2 separate regions of the Macaca mulatta genome follow, and region 2 is linked to region 1. The links are chromatin contacts, called in public Hi-C maps. All regions are on one chromosome and are shown on one strand. Each heading gives the region's core, a stretch centred on a gene start, on an enhancer-like site or on the middle of the called end of the contact. The rest is flanking DNA. Distances are from core to core; before and after follow the strand shown. Region 1 holds the start of SLC3A2 (solute carrier family 3 member 2). Region 2 holds the start of NXF1 (nuclear RNA export factor 1).

Region 1 (6,725 bases), core at 542-3,041:
TTACCTACATTACTTAGCTGATTTCTGTATGTGAGTTGGAGACCCCTAACCCAAATCCCCTCTTTTCCACTTCCACTGCCGTTACACTTGCTAGTATTGAATCCTCTTGCCTAAACTACTATGGCAATCTAATTAATGACCTTGTCTCCATCTTATCCCCCAATGTCTTATCACTTTCCTACTTAAAAACTCTCCCTGGTTTTTTTTTTCTATCTATGATTCAAGTGATTTAGCTTTGCTCTCAAGGTCCTGCTTATGTGGCTTTCCCCAGGAAATACATTCCAGTTTTATATTCTAATACTCCCCTTTTGCCCATCTTTCATGAATTGTAGCCACACACTTCTTTCTTTTTCTTGCACCAAGCTTGTGCTCCAGTTGTTTCTTTAACTGGAATTCCCCTCCGGAGTCTTTCAACCCTTTCAGGCCCAGACACTCTATAAAGCATTTCCCAACTGCCATTCCCACTCACAACCTCCCCAGCCTTGTCTGTCTACTCTGGGCCATCTTGATTTTCCATAGTTTATCTGTCCCACTTTTTTTTTTTTTTTTGAGACAGGGTCTCACTCAGTCATCCAGGCTGGAGTGCAGTGCAGTGGCTTGATCACAACTCACTTACAGCCTCAAATTTCTGGGCTCAAGCAATCCTCCCACCTCAGCTTCCCAAGTAGCTGAGGCTACAGGCATGCACCACCGCTCCTGGCTAATTTTTTCTATTTTTCTGTAGAGATGGGTATCGGTTTCTCACTATGTTGCTTAGGCTGGTCTTGAACTCTTGGGTTCAAGAGATCCTCCCACCTTGGCCTCCCAAAATGCTGAGCCAGGCCGGGTGTGGTGGCCTACGCCTGTAATCCCAGCACTTTGGGAGGCTGAGGCAGGAGGTCACCAGGTCAGCAGTTCGAGACCAGCCTGGCCAACGTGATGAAACCCCATCTCTCCTAAAAATACAAAAATTAGCGTGGCTTGATGATTGCGGGAGCCTGTAATCCCAGCTACTCAGGAGGCTGAGGAAGGAGAATCGCTTGAACCTGGGAGGCAGAGGTTGCAGTGAACCGACATCCCGCCACTGCACTCTGGGCGACAGAGCAGAACTCTGTCTCGGAAAAAAAAAAATGTTTATAAAGTGTGCTTGTACACGTAGATGTTTACCACGAACGACTGAACTAATGCTGTCCGGTCTCAGTAAAACAGTCTATAGCTGACTGCAACCATAGTGATCGGGCAGGAGTTGCAGCAGGCAGCACCGCGGGAGCCCTTTAAGGTTCCCCATCAATAAAGGGGGCTGTCATCCTACCTAGCTCTTGGGATTTTGATGGATTAATCGATTAATACAGTGTGCTTAAGACGGTGCTCCACAAATGTTAGCTAATGCTGGCCCGTAGTAGTCCAAGATCTAAAGAAAACGCACCAGAAGGCAGGACATAGGGGACCAGTTAGAAAAAAATCAGATCCTGTCTTCAGTGGAGCACTTACGCCCTGACTTACTTTACCGAAATGGCTCCCCCAAAGGGGACCTCCTCCCGAGTTTAGCTCGGGATCCAGTACCTGAGTCATCCCCCGCGCTGAGACCCTGGACACCAGCCTCCGAATGTGAGCCCGGCAGCTGGCGGGGAATCGAAACGACGGCGGTCGAGGCTTCAGGAGGCTGTAGCTCCATGGAGGCGGATCCTGCACACAGGTTTCGGGTGTGTGGGGGGAAGGGGGAGCTCAGAACAGGGTTAGCGGGTAAGCAGTCGTGACCGTCAGTCCAGGATCCGCGTGAGGCAGTGATCTCACCGCTCCTGCCACATGCACTGGGTGAGAAAACTAAGCCGCAATGCGGTCGGTGAGGTTCCGTAGGACGCATGCGCGCCCTTTTCGCGCCGCAAGTTCAGGTAGCGCTTTGTCCACGCCCTCCTTCCCTGGAACTCTCTACCCACAACTCCCCGGGGTCGCATGCGGTCAACGTATGCGCGTGCGCTCGCCATAGCACCGCCCCCAAATCCCGTGGGCCTCTGCGGGATGGTATTTAATCGTCTCTCCGTGCCAATTTCGGTCTCATTGTTCTACTGCCGCTGGTAAGTGATTTCGTAAGATTTGTAGCTGTCAGTGTTTTGTGCTTTGTCCGTTTCTTTTATTTTGAACGATTGTGCGGACATCGCATAGCACGCGCTATGCCTTCTGTGTTGTAGCTGTCTAGCCAGGGTGACTGGCGGGTGAGGTCTTGTGGGTGGCCTCGAGACTTAAATTAAGTAGCAGCGGGGCTTTGTGAAGGACAAGATGGCGATGGCGGGCCGTGCGGGTCCCCTCCCTATGATGAGGACCTTTTCACAGACCTGTACTGAGCTCCGTGAGGATAAGTGACTCTGAGGAGATGGGCCCTGCAAGCCTCCTACTTAGCCGTCGGCTCAGAAGATAGCGTTTTCGAAATGCCCTGTGTTGACCTAATGTCTTCTTGGACTCTTGTCTGCAGGGTTTACGCGCACGTTGGAATCGAAGAGAGCTCTATGTTACAGTAAGTTCTTATGGCCATTTCTTAACCTCTGCTCTTTCGTTGAGTGTGTAGAAGTTGCTACGGGGATGATTTTACAAACTGAACTCTCTCTTTCTGATGGATTAGTGGAGAAAACAAAAATTCTGAGTAGCACTGTACTGTACGCAATAAATGTCAGGGACTTATTGATTTGTCTGAGGTGTTAGTGAAGGCTGTTATTTTTTCAGATGTTTAGCCCACAAAAGCTCACTGGTGAAGGAATGGGACAAGACCCATCTTTCTGCAAAGCCAGCGTTACAGTAATGTTCCAGGTAGGTGTACATGCTTTTATGCTCTTACAGAGGAGACCTTGCTAGATAACCACTCCGTGATGAACACAAAATGACAAGCATATGGCTGAACTTATAAGTGATGTCATCTTACTACTGAGAAGTGACAGCGAGGTCTTCGGGGGTCTTTGAATGACTATTTTTAGGTACATAAAATGCCTTCCTCTGTTGTCTACAGCATCTCATAATCTATCCTGAGGAATTCAGCTGCCTCCCAGGGTGAATACAGGTAATTATTCAAATTGGTGTATGTCATCTCTGTAAATGTTCACAAGAGAACAAGTGGCCGGCGGAAGCAATTTTGTTTTTTGGCGCCTTCCATCTTGTTCCTCTTGAGATAATTTTCTGGGAAGCGAGATCGCAACCCGGTACTACAGTTCTTGTAAAGGTGCGCTGTTATCCTCATCCATATATCGATCACTTTACTGTCAGATGATTTGAATTGATAAGCTGATGTTCTGTGAGGTACAAAAATTAATAGCATGTTAGAGTTCTGATGGCAGTTGTTGATTTTGAATAAGTTTCATTCCATCCTAATACCTTAAAATAACTAATTTGCTTTGCTTTCCAGGTATTCCTCATGACAATCTGCCTCTATCTTACAGTACGTTGCTTTTTTAATTCTATGGGCCTATTATCTAATTGATAACTTAGCCATCTTGATGTTTGTTACCAAAGCCTGCTTAAACCATAAAGTTTTCTGGTTCCTCTTGTTCTCTGTAGTGATGTTTCCAGACCTCCCCTTTTTTCTCTCAGATAGATGCCCACTGATCTGCCCAGGGTCAGACTAGTGCTTGTCAGTTGTAGGTTTCCACGGTTCAGCTCCAATGAGGAGGAAACATCCTGCCTCAGCCCTGTTCTAGCCTGGGAACCAGTAATTGTGAACCCACCAGGATTAACTGAAAAAGGGCATGAGAGCTTATTCCATAAGCTGTCTGAGGCATTTGGTTACCTTTTCTTAGCTTGTCCACTAGCAACCGTAACTAAAATAGTTTTGGCTGTTTGGGATAATTAGCTAATTGATTGATTTTTTTGATTCAGGAGCAGCTTGTTGCCATATACTATTGAAAAACCTTCAGAGCTGAGAGGTTAGTTGATTTTTTTTTTTTTTTTTTTGCTCCTTACCGCTTATGCCACCAAGTAGACAGTTTCTATGATGAATCAAACTAGCTCACTATGACTGACAGTGAAAATACATGAACACCTGAGAAATTGGAGAATGCAGGGAGTGGGGGGTAACCATGTCTGAGGAATCTTTCACCCACAGTTTTGTTTTTCTCTAGGTGTTATTAACCAATAACCTCTTTGGCTCTAAGGTGAGTAATTTCACTGTATTCAATGCATCCAGCATATAGAGTAGAAAAAACTGCCTTTTTAGGCCTGTATATATGATGACTTACATGGAATCTCGTTCGGCTGATGACTTGCTGTTGAGACTCTGAAATCTGATTTTCTAAGAATGATGCGTGGGAACAACTTAATGCAGGATAGGAGAAGCACTACTGACTTGGTCTTCCTCCTTTCAGGGCCAGCACCTTCTCTCTAGCACTCGAGGAGTTTGAGGTAAGTGGCTTTGCAATAGCTGCCATCAATGGCTGCTATATACAATTTTCTGTGATTTTTGTGTGTGATAGCACTGTGGTCTGGGTGGATGTGTACAGATAGAACTGGCTTAACCCAAATCTTTGATCTCCTGGACCACCAAGTGATGATCACCTGCTCACCAGTGATGAGTTGAATACCGCCCCAGTCTGATCAATGTGACTGAAAGGTATTTTCTGAGCTGTGAGCCTGCCTTCCAGTGACAACTTCTAAAAATTACAAGTTATTTGAGGAGGCATTACAGCCAATAGGAAGTTCTTGGGCTAAGTAGTGTTTCCTCTAAAATGTGCCCTGAAACTTCTGTCTGCCAAGCAACAGATATAGTTGAGAGATTGTAAAATGTACTGTAGAATGAAAGTCTCTCAAGACTACATGATTTTTTCTTGATTTTGCAGGAAAACTAGGTGTTACTGTTGACTCCAGACTGCAGTTACAGGTGAGTAAACCGAAATGTAAGGTGGACTGTGCTAAAAATTCCCAATGAAGAAACTTTCACACGTCTTACTCTCTGTCCTAGTCCCAGAGCCTGTAAAGGTGAACCCACTGGGACTGGCTGGGGGAAAAGAGGAAGATTTGTTCCAGAAGGAACTGTCTGAGGGATGACAAATATTTCTATACAAAGAAAGGGAGTAATCAGCACTTGTTGAAAACATTGATTTTAATTTTTCCAGGTCTGAGTAAAGAACAAGGTGCATAAGAAATGGTAGGTATCTGTTTAAATATTTAACTGGTTTTATAATAGCAACCTTTTACTCTTAGGTTACATAGTGTTAACTATTGTGTACATTCATATTTTCCAATCCAATAAGAACTTTTGTTTTTCCTCTGCAGGAATCTGTCTTGGAGGACATCAGAAGGTGAATTTTCCAAGTCCTTGGATAACCTAGCTGTTGAAGTTACCACAGCATAATTTTAGTCGTCTTAATGGCGTGGCTGCTTTTTTTTTTTCAAAGCTTTACTGTGAATCATGCCTTTGGGTGGGTCTACCTGGGCACAAGGAAGTGACCCCTTGAGAGTTTGCTATTTTTAACTGGGTTTTACCCAGCTTGCTTAGGCAGTCTGTCTAATGCTGCATTTCCTACTCCAAGGCAGCATTCAAGGAGCCTAATTTATCAGCACACTTTAGGGACTTTTTCCCTAGATGTACCTCACTGAAGGAATTTTAAATGAAAAGCTTGCTGGGTTTAGGGGGTCTTTTAGATGTACCTTAAAATGTTAGCAGACACAGATTAAGACACTGGGAGCCAATGAAACAGTTGAGGGTTTGCTGTGTGTTAATGTTTCTGTATTTTATCACCCCCTTCCTGCAACATTATTTCTGTGGAATCTACCTGCCCTTTTGTTTTTTAGATACAAGGGCTTGGTTTTACTACCAAGGCTGCGCTCAAGGCCCCGGCTTTAAGAGATCCTCCCACCACAGATTTCCAAAGTGCTGGGATTGTAGGTGTGATTCTTGGCACCCAGACTTTGCTGCCTTTCTTACATGATCCAAGCCCAGAACCAAAACTCAGGCACTGCATAGATGGCCAGTTTGGCAAACTACTGACCTAGCTTGTTGCCAATTGTTGATTGAGCTTCCCATAACTCCATTTCTGTTCCTCTGTATAGAGCCACCTTCTATTCCCATCATGAGCCTTTAGGTCTCCATTTGCATGTTGCAAATACTGTGTGCCATGTAGGTAGCTCATTCAGGGCATTGCTCTAAACTACAAAAAAAGGTTCCCTTGAGGAGTGGCTGTCAATTTGTGTTGCTGTATTGGTTGTTGATGAAAATAATAAAATGATTGATTACATAGTCCTGTTTGTATGTGCCTCCTTAGCACCAGTGTGTAAATTTCCATGGGAAACTGGCTTCCTCTCATGTTCCCTCAAGTCCCTGGAACTGGGGTCTTGACAGGGTCTGCCTGCTAGGCAGTATGTTAAATGACTAACCTGATCTGAGCAGAGCATCCATCTTGGTGTGTACAATACCATTACATTGGAGCTTTTTTTAAAGTTTCCCTCTTGCCTAGTCCTAGGGTGCAGTGACAGGATCACAAGCTCACTACAAATTCAAGCTTTTGGGCTCAAGCAAACCTTCACTTTAACCAGCAGGTGGAGTCTTGTTCTTGTCACCCAGGCTGGAATGTGGTGGCATGATCTCAGATCACTGCAACTTCCACCACCTAGGTTCAAGCCATTCTCCCTGCCTCAGCCTCCTGCGTAGCTGGGACTACAGGCGTGTGCCACCACACCCAGCTAATTTTTAGTAATTTTAGTAGAGATGGGGCTTCATCGTGTTAACCAGGATGTTCTCGATCTCCTGACCTCAGGATCCTCCCACC
Region 2 (7,258 bases), core at 1,657-4,156, 48 kb after region 1:
ACATGGGGTTTCACCGTGTTAGGCAGGATGGTCTCAATCTCCTGACCTCGTAATCCACCGGCCTCGGCCTCCCAAAGTGCTGGGATTACAGGCGTGACCCACCGCGCCCAACCCATAATGTCATTTTCAAGCTAAGAAAATTAACAATTCTCCAGCATGATTCAGTAATCAGCCCATGTTCAAGTTTCCCCATCTGATTTTATTTTATTTATTTATTTATTACTATTATTGAGATGCAGTCTCGCTCTGTCACCCAGGCTGGAGTGCAGTGGCATGATTTTGGCTCACTGCAAGCTCCACCTGCTGGGTTCAAGAGATTCTCCTGCCTCAGCCTCCCGAGTAGCTGGGACTACAGGTGCCTGCCACCAGGCCCGGCTAATTTTTTGTATTTTTAGTAGAGACGGGGTTTCACTAAAGGCCCATAACATCTTGTCATATTTGCTTGTAATCTACTCACATCCTCCGATATACTTATTTAAATTTTATTTTATTTTATTTATTTATTTTTTGAGACAGAGTCTTGCTCAGACACCCAGGCTGGAGTGCGGTGGTGCGATCTTGGCTCACTGCAAGCTCCGCCTCCCGGGTTCATGCCATTCTCCTGCCTCAGCCTCCCGAGTAGCTGGGACTACAGGCGCCCGCCACCACGCCCAGCTAATTGTTTTGTATTTTTAGTAGAGACGGGGTTTCACCGTGTTAGCCAGGATGGTCTCGATTCCCTGACCTCATGATCCGCCCGTCTCAGCCTCCCAAAGTGCTGGGATTACAGGCGTGAGCCACCGCGCCCGGCCTTTTTTTTTTTTTTTTTTTTTTTAAATAGAGACAGAGTCTTACCATGTTGTTCAAGCTGGTCTCCAATTCCTAGGCTCAAGTGATACTCTTGCCTGGGCCTACCAAAGTGCTGGGATTACAGCCCGGCCAAAACTAGGGTCCATATACCTTTTTTTTTGGTGGTTTTTTGTTGTTGTTTTTTTTTGAGATAAAGTCTTGCTATGTCACCCAGGCTGGAGTGCAGTGGCACAATCTCACTGCATCCTCGAGCTCCTCAGCCTCCTGGGTTCAAGCTGTCCTCCCACCTCAGCCTCCCAAGTAGCTAGGACTATAGGGTCACACCACCACACCCAGTTAATTTTTGTATTTTTTGCAGAGATGGGGTTTTCCCATGATGCCTAGGCTGGTCTCAAACTCGTGAGCTCAAGCCATCTGCCCACCTCAGCCTCCCAAAGTGCTAGGATTACAGGCGTGAGCCACCATGGCTGGCCATAGAGCTTTTCTTATCCCGTGACTTCCTGTCCATGTCATTACATTTTTCTTTTTCACTCAGAACCATGATTTCTTGACTGTAATGGTCTGTGAACATTTTTCCCCTTACAATAAATATAATACATACTCACCAGATAAAAATCTAAATACTGATGAGCAAAAATTATAACTAATATTTTTGGGGCTCTTGTGGGTTAGGGACTTTATACTAACTAATTGAAGACTGACAGCAGTCTGAGAGAAGGCAGGGCTTGGGTTATCCTCATTTTGCTGGTGAGGAAAATGAAGCTTGAAGTTAGACTAACTTAAGAGTCTTAAGTTAATAAATGGCAGAGTTGGTTTTCAAGCCAGAAATAACTTGTTTATAGTATCCTTCCAAAACTTTTTCTATACACAAATATATATATATAAGAATGGGATCATATTGTGACCATCTTTCCATGTCAATAAATAGACTTCAGCAGCATTCTTTTTAATCCAGTGTCCTTTTGTTTCCTCTTCTCCCGGCCTTGTCCCCAGGATCGACGAGAACGTGCTGGGAGCCCAGCTGGACGTTGAGGCCGCCCATTCAGAGATCCTCAAGTACTTCCAGTCAGTCACCTCCAACCGGTGGCTCATGGTCAAAATCTTCCTCATCCTCATTGTCTTCTTCATCATCTTTGTGGTCTTCCTTGCTTGAACCCTCTCCACTCTGAGGCACTCCGTTGGGGTTTGGGACCCTCCTAGGAAGGCACGTGGCCAGTGCTGCCACTGAGCCTGTGCAGGGTGCTTGGGAGAAAGGCCCTGTTTCCCTGGAACTGCAAAGAATGGCCACTGCCCCTGACCCCCCACCCCTTGCCTCTGGCCACCCTGTCCTCCCCCCACCACCCTCAGGCCTATGAAACACACAGGGTTCTAGATTTGGACTCTGTGTGTGAAGTGACTGGAAGGGAACAGAGGCCAGCTGGGGGCCAGTGGGGTAGGTTGTCTCCACTAGGAGACTTTTATAAACCCTCTCCAGCCTCTCCCAAAGGAAACGTTGGCAGCAAAGGGAGATGATGCCTTTCCCCACCTTCCTGTGAGTGAAGAGAGGAAGCAGCCCCAGGGACCAATTTTCCCAATTGACCTCTTTCTTCCTCTTTCACCATGTGGGGCAGGGAACCCTGAGCCCTTCAGCTGCCTGCACAACCCCTGACATTGGCTGCTGGTGACTCTCAATCTGCCAAATGTGCTGCAGCCCGTTTTCTCCCAATTACAGCAAGACTGTCAGCCTCACTAGCCATGTCATCATTTCTGGGTGGGAGCGTCGAAGGGCCTAGGCAGCGAGTGGAGTGAGCCCACTGCCCAGTACCAGAACTGAAAGGGTTGGGCTAATGGCTGTGCCAGGTATCACTGCTGAGGCAGGCTATTTTGGGCTCTGACACACAGCTGCCTCTAGACAGGGGAGAACCAAGTGTTGCAACACTTGATTAGCATGGAAACTTCCTTTCACACAGAAGCAGGATCCCAGAGGGGGTCCCTGATTGGTGGCAGCTTCCAAGACCATCTCAAACAGTGTTTGGACCTGTTTCATCTGTATCCTCCAACTATTTGGCCGTAATTCTTCCTTGAGCTAAGCAAGGCAGAAGCTCTGCCTGCTGCCAGGAGTGGAAGGTGAAGAATTTGTTCCCAACTCCAGTTGAGGCTTTTGATTCCCTCAAAGCACTTCACCAAATCAAAGCCAGTCACAGAGAATGGAGGAAACACCTGCCCAAAATACCCACCGTCCAGAGAGATTAATGTGCTTTGTTCTTCCTGACCAAGACTCGCAACCACATTCTGAGGACGCTCCAGTGCCCCTGTCTCATACATTCCAAAGGAAGCTGAAGCTATAGAGACAACAATCAATCAGGGGCTGATGGTGGTGCTTTTGGGGGTCTAGGAGAGCCCAAGGCCCTGATATTTTAAAATGTCCTCCTCCTCGGCATCTCCAGCAAGTTGCCACTGCTGGTGAGCTTCACTGTCTGCCCCGTTGACACGATGGGTTTCTAACAGGGGACGCCATTGATGGAAGGTCTGTGAAGACAATGCTCGGCAAACCCCTGACAGATGTCGTCTCATTTGACTCAGCAACTCAGGGTGGGGTGGGGGAAATTCACAGAATAGAAATTCATTTATTTCACAAATACATGTTGAATTTTTACTATGTGCCAGGCATAGTACCTGCCGAGTCAAGCCCTCGAGGGAAAAAAAGCCTTTAGTCAACGTTCGAGCTCACATTCTAATTCTCAACTTCGTGATTTGTTAATCCATCTTATAGGCGAAGAAAGCGAGGCATAGACAAGGAGCCGAGCTGACACACTGGCTAGATGCGGGTAGGGGTCTGAGCCATCACTCCCACCCGGAGGCGCGGTCTCCATTCCTCGGAAGCCCTTGGTACGGCCCCGTTCCCCGCTGAGTTCTGGGCTGCAGCGGCAGCACTCTGCTCTAGCACTAACTCAAGCTGCCAGGGCAGCGTCAGCGGACAGATGAAAACATGCGGGGACCTGCTGGCTACCAGCCGGGGTTCCGCAAGCTCAGGTCTTGGGCGGGGCGCGGAGGGTCAGGCCCCGCCCCTCGCACGACGGCCTTAAGTGTGCGCACGCGCAGGGGGTCGCGCTTTCTCCGGGCGGCGACACCGCCTCCAGCCTGGGACGTCAGCGGCGCGCGACGTGCTTTGCTATATAAATGCGGTGGCGCCCGGCGTAGGGACACTTCGGTCCTGAGTGCTTGGGCGTTCGGTCGTTTGCCGGCGTAGCGGCCAGCGCTTGAGCCCGCCCTTGCTCTTCGCTGTGGCATGGCGGACGAGGGGAAGTCGTACAGCGGTCAGTGCTGGTCCTCGGGTCGGGAACCGGCTATCTGGGGCGCGGGTGGGCGGCGCCGGCCTAGGCCTCAGCCTCCGGGGCGTGAGGCCGCCAGGGGCCCGACGTCCGCGGGGAGCGGCGCGCGGGGGGTCGGGGGCACTCGAGGTGGATTACCGAGTTGTTGACTCCTGGATTCCTCCTGGAATCCTGGTGTTGGGGGACCTGCGGCTCGGAGCGGGTGGCTCGGGGGTAGGGGGACGGGATTCCTTTGAACTTTGTGGGTGGTTGATGCCTGTCAGTTCGGTTTGGCGGCCTGACTCTTCCTTTAATGTGAGTTAGTGCCCTACTCATGGGCTGCCCTGGTGCCCTATTTTTTACTGCGTCCAGTCGGTCTTGAACCCTCGGGCCTGGGCTTTGGCTTAATATTCGAGACTTACACATCAACTGGATGTTCCAGTCTGAACACTACACTGGGTGTTAGTTCTTTGTAGTAGTTAGGAGTGCATGGTGGAGGTTGAAACCGTGAATTTAAAACTCTCCTCTTCCACCCCTTTAAAGTGGAATAACAACAGTATTTCTTAAGAGTTGGGGGGGAAGTAGGGGGGAAAATGAGATCATTCCTATCAAGTGCCTGAAGCATAGTGGCCGGTACTGGAGAACAGTTCTCAATGAATGTTAGCTGCGCCTTCTGTGTTCTTTTTTCCTAGGGTCATTTGTTGAGATTCATTGTTTACAGAGTGCTCGGTATTAGGCAGATCTCTTTTGGGAGTTAGGGACCCTTTTTAAGACGCTAGTCCTGCACAGCATGAATCAGATCATATTCCTGGAGAGCATTCCAGGGTCCCTGGTTAAGCACCCTAGCCTGGCACTACCACTAGAGCCTGAGTCTAGAAATTGTCTCCTGAGTTAAAGGGCATTTCTGGCCAAGGAATCGAAGAGCTCCTCAGAAAACTTCAAAGTGGCAATTTGAGAACAAGGAGAATTTTTAGAGGATCCTTAAACTGATCATATTTGTAACTGGCATCTGTACTGTATAGACAAAGTATTGAGTGGCAGATTTCAGGTGGCTTTCAGAGGTCTGATTTGTGTTCACTTACACTTTGGGGTCTCACATTTATACATTCTGCTTCTAATTCCAGTTTCTACTTCATTTTTCAAAAGCCCTGCACAGATTTCCAATAACTTTTCCTTGATGCTGACCTCCCACAGAGAGAGTTCTTTCCTGTGGACAGGCAGCGGAGTTTGCATGGAGATGGCCTGTGTAGTTAGTATGTATCTCTTCCAGTAGTTCAGAGTAGAAACTATGATTGCCACACCAAGCCGGACCAGTTACTTCTAATTTGTGTTCCTGTTTCTAACTCCAGAACACGATGATGAACGCGTTAATTTCCCTCAAAGAAAGAAAAAAGGCCGGGGTCCCTTCCGGTGGAAATATGGTGAAGGAAACCGTAGGTCTGGAAGAGGCGGTTCTGGTATTCGGTCTTCCCGCCTGGAGGAAGATGATGGAGATGTGGCAATGAGTGATGCCCAGGATGGTCCCCGAGTACGATAGTAAGTGACCAGTTGGTCTGGTTTGAATTTAGTGGCTCATGAGATTATATGGCCCTTTTACTGTCCATGTCATTTTCCTTCCCACCTGTTATAGTGAGAAATGCCAGGACTAGCTTAGCGATTGAACAGTCTTAGTTTAGTCCCGCCAACACAGTGCAGGAAGGTCTTTGAGAAGACTTTCCTAGCATTTGTGGTCATTTTATCCTCTGTTTACCCACAGCAACCCCTATACCACCCGACCTAACCGTCGGGGTGATACTTGGCATGATCGAGATCGCATTCATGTTACTGTGCGGAGAGACAGAGCTCCTCCAGAGAGAGGAGGGGCTGGCACCAGCCAGGATGGGACCTCAAAGAACTGGTTCAAGATTACAGTGAGTACTTTGAGCAAGTAGATGGTACAGTAGAGATCGGAGGCCACGCTCAGAGTAGAGATGTTTAATTTTATTCCACAAAAATTATTCTTTTTTTTTTTTTCGAGACGGAGTCTCGCTCTGTCGCCTAGGCTGGAATGCAGTGGCCGGATCTCAGCTCACTGCAAGCTCCGCCTCCGGGGTTCACGCCATTCTCCTGCCTCAGCCTCCCGAGTAGCTGGGACTACAGGCACCTGCCACCACGCCCGGCTAGTTTTTTTATTTTTTAGTAGAGACGGGGTTTCACCGGGTTAGCCAGGATGGTCTGGATCTCCTGACCTCGTGATCCGCCCGTCTCGGCCTCCCAAAGTGCTGGGATTACAGGCTTGAGCCACCGCGCCCGGCCTTTTTTTTTTTTTTTTTTTAATGGAATCTTGCTCTGTCATCCAGGCTGGAGTGCGGTGGCGTGATCTCGGCTCACTGCATCCTCCGCCTCCTGGGTTCAAGCGATTCTTCTGCCTCAGCCTCCTGAGTAGCTGGGACTACAGACACCCACCACCACGCCCAGCTAATTTTTATATTTTTAGTAGAGACAAGGTTTCACTGTATTGGCCAAGCTGGTCTTGAACTGCTGACTTCGTGATCCGCCCGCCTTGGCCTCCCAAAGTGCTGGGATTATAGGCATGAGCCAGCGCGCCCAGCCCAAAAATTATTCTTGTTAGCTGATTACGCCATAGTCAAGTATCTGTCTCTTCTCCTAGGAATCAGTATCTTCCAACACCTTAGAGCAGGTTCAGAGAAGGGGTGGAAGAGAAATACGAAAACTGTGGTTGTGGAAGGAGTAATTCCTCTGGATGTCTTCATTTGGCTCAGGCTGAGTATGGGGCTTGGAGTCCATGAAGTTCTCTGAGGGACAGGCAAGGTGTAAATAATATCTTGAAACTTTTAGAATAAAAAAAATTGATTTTTTTTTTTTTTTTTTTGAGACGGAGTCTCGCTCTGTCGCCCAGGCTGGAGTGCAGTGGCGCAATCTCGGCTCACTGCAAGCTCCGCCTCCCGGGTTCACGCCATTCTCTGGCCTCAGCCTCCTGAGTAGCTGGGACTACAGGCGCCCGCCACTGCGCCCGGCTAATTTTTTCTATTTTTAGTAGAGACAGGGTTTCACCATGGTCTCAATCTGCTGACCTTGTGATCCGCCCGCCTCGGCCTTCCAAAGTGCTGGGATTACAGGCGTGAGCCACCGCGCCCGGCCGATTTTTTTTTTTGGAGGGATTATAAGCGTAAGTGGGC

The links. Hi-C and Micro-C count contacts between places; a contact is called where the count stands out from the background.
Region 2: a Hi-C map of cortical neurons shows a contact between it and region 1, with 2.2 times the contacts expected there. The contact joins the promoter of NXF1 here to the promoter of SLC3A2 in region 1. A contact is called at or near these places in 2 of 14 Hi-C or Micro-C datasets (cortical neurons and fetal cortical plate).

The regions. Positions count from the first base shown.
Region 1 is chr14:11,201,266-11,207,990 of T2T-MMU8v2.0, forward strand. SLC3A2 (solute carrier family 3 member 2) reads right to left here and starts at 1,792. Exons shown (of 12, transcript XM_077962507.1): 1 at 1,543-1,792. The coding sequence starts at 1,654. It overlaps LOC718486 (a long non-coding RNA gene), which reads left to right and starts at 1,166. Exons shown (of 10, transcript XR_013403642.1): 1 at 1,166-2,054; 2 at 2,450-2,491; 3 at 2,698-2,781; 4 at 2,978-3,028; 5 at 3,371-3,403; 6 at 3,841-3,887; 7 at 4,083-4,115; 8 at 4,326-4,362; 9 at 4,797-4,858; 10 at 5,233-6,194. It overlaps LOC114672513 (small nucleolar RNA SNORD26), which reads left to right and starts at 2,549; the gene lies at 2,549-2,622. It overlaps LOC114672512 (small nucleolar RNA SNORD27), which reads left to right and starts at 2,833; the gene lies at 2,833-2,904. It also overlaps LOC114672511, LOC114672519, LOC114672510, LOC114672514, LOC114672515 and LOC114672518, and 1 more gene.
Region 2 is chr14:11,247,809-11,255,066 of T2T-MMU8v2.0, forward strand. It overlaps NXF1 (nuclear RNA export factor 1), which reads left to right and starts at 2,907. Exons shown (of 22, transcript XM_077962523.1): 1 at 2,907-3,231; 2 at 3,542-3,657; 3 at 5,429-5,615; 4 at 5,836-5,989. The coding sequence starts at 5,581. STX5 (syntaxin 5) reads left to right here. Exons shown (of 11, transcript NM_001261004.2): 11 at 1,783-2,389. The coding sequence ends at 1,942.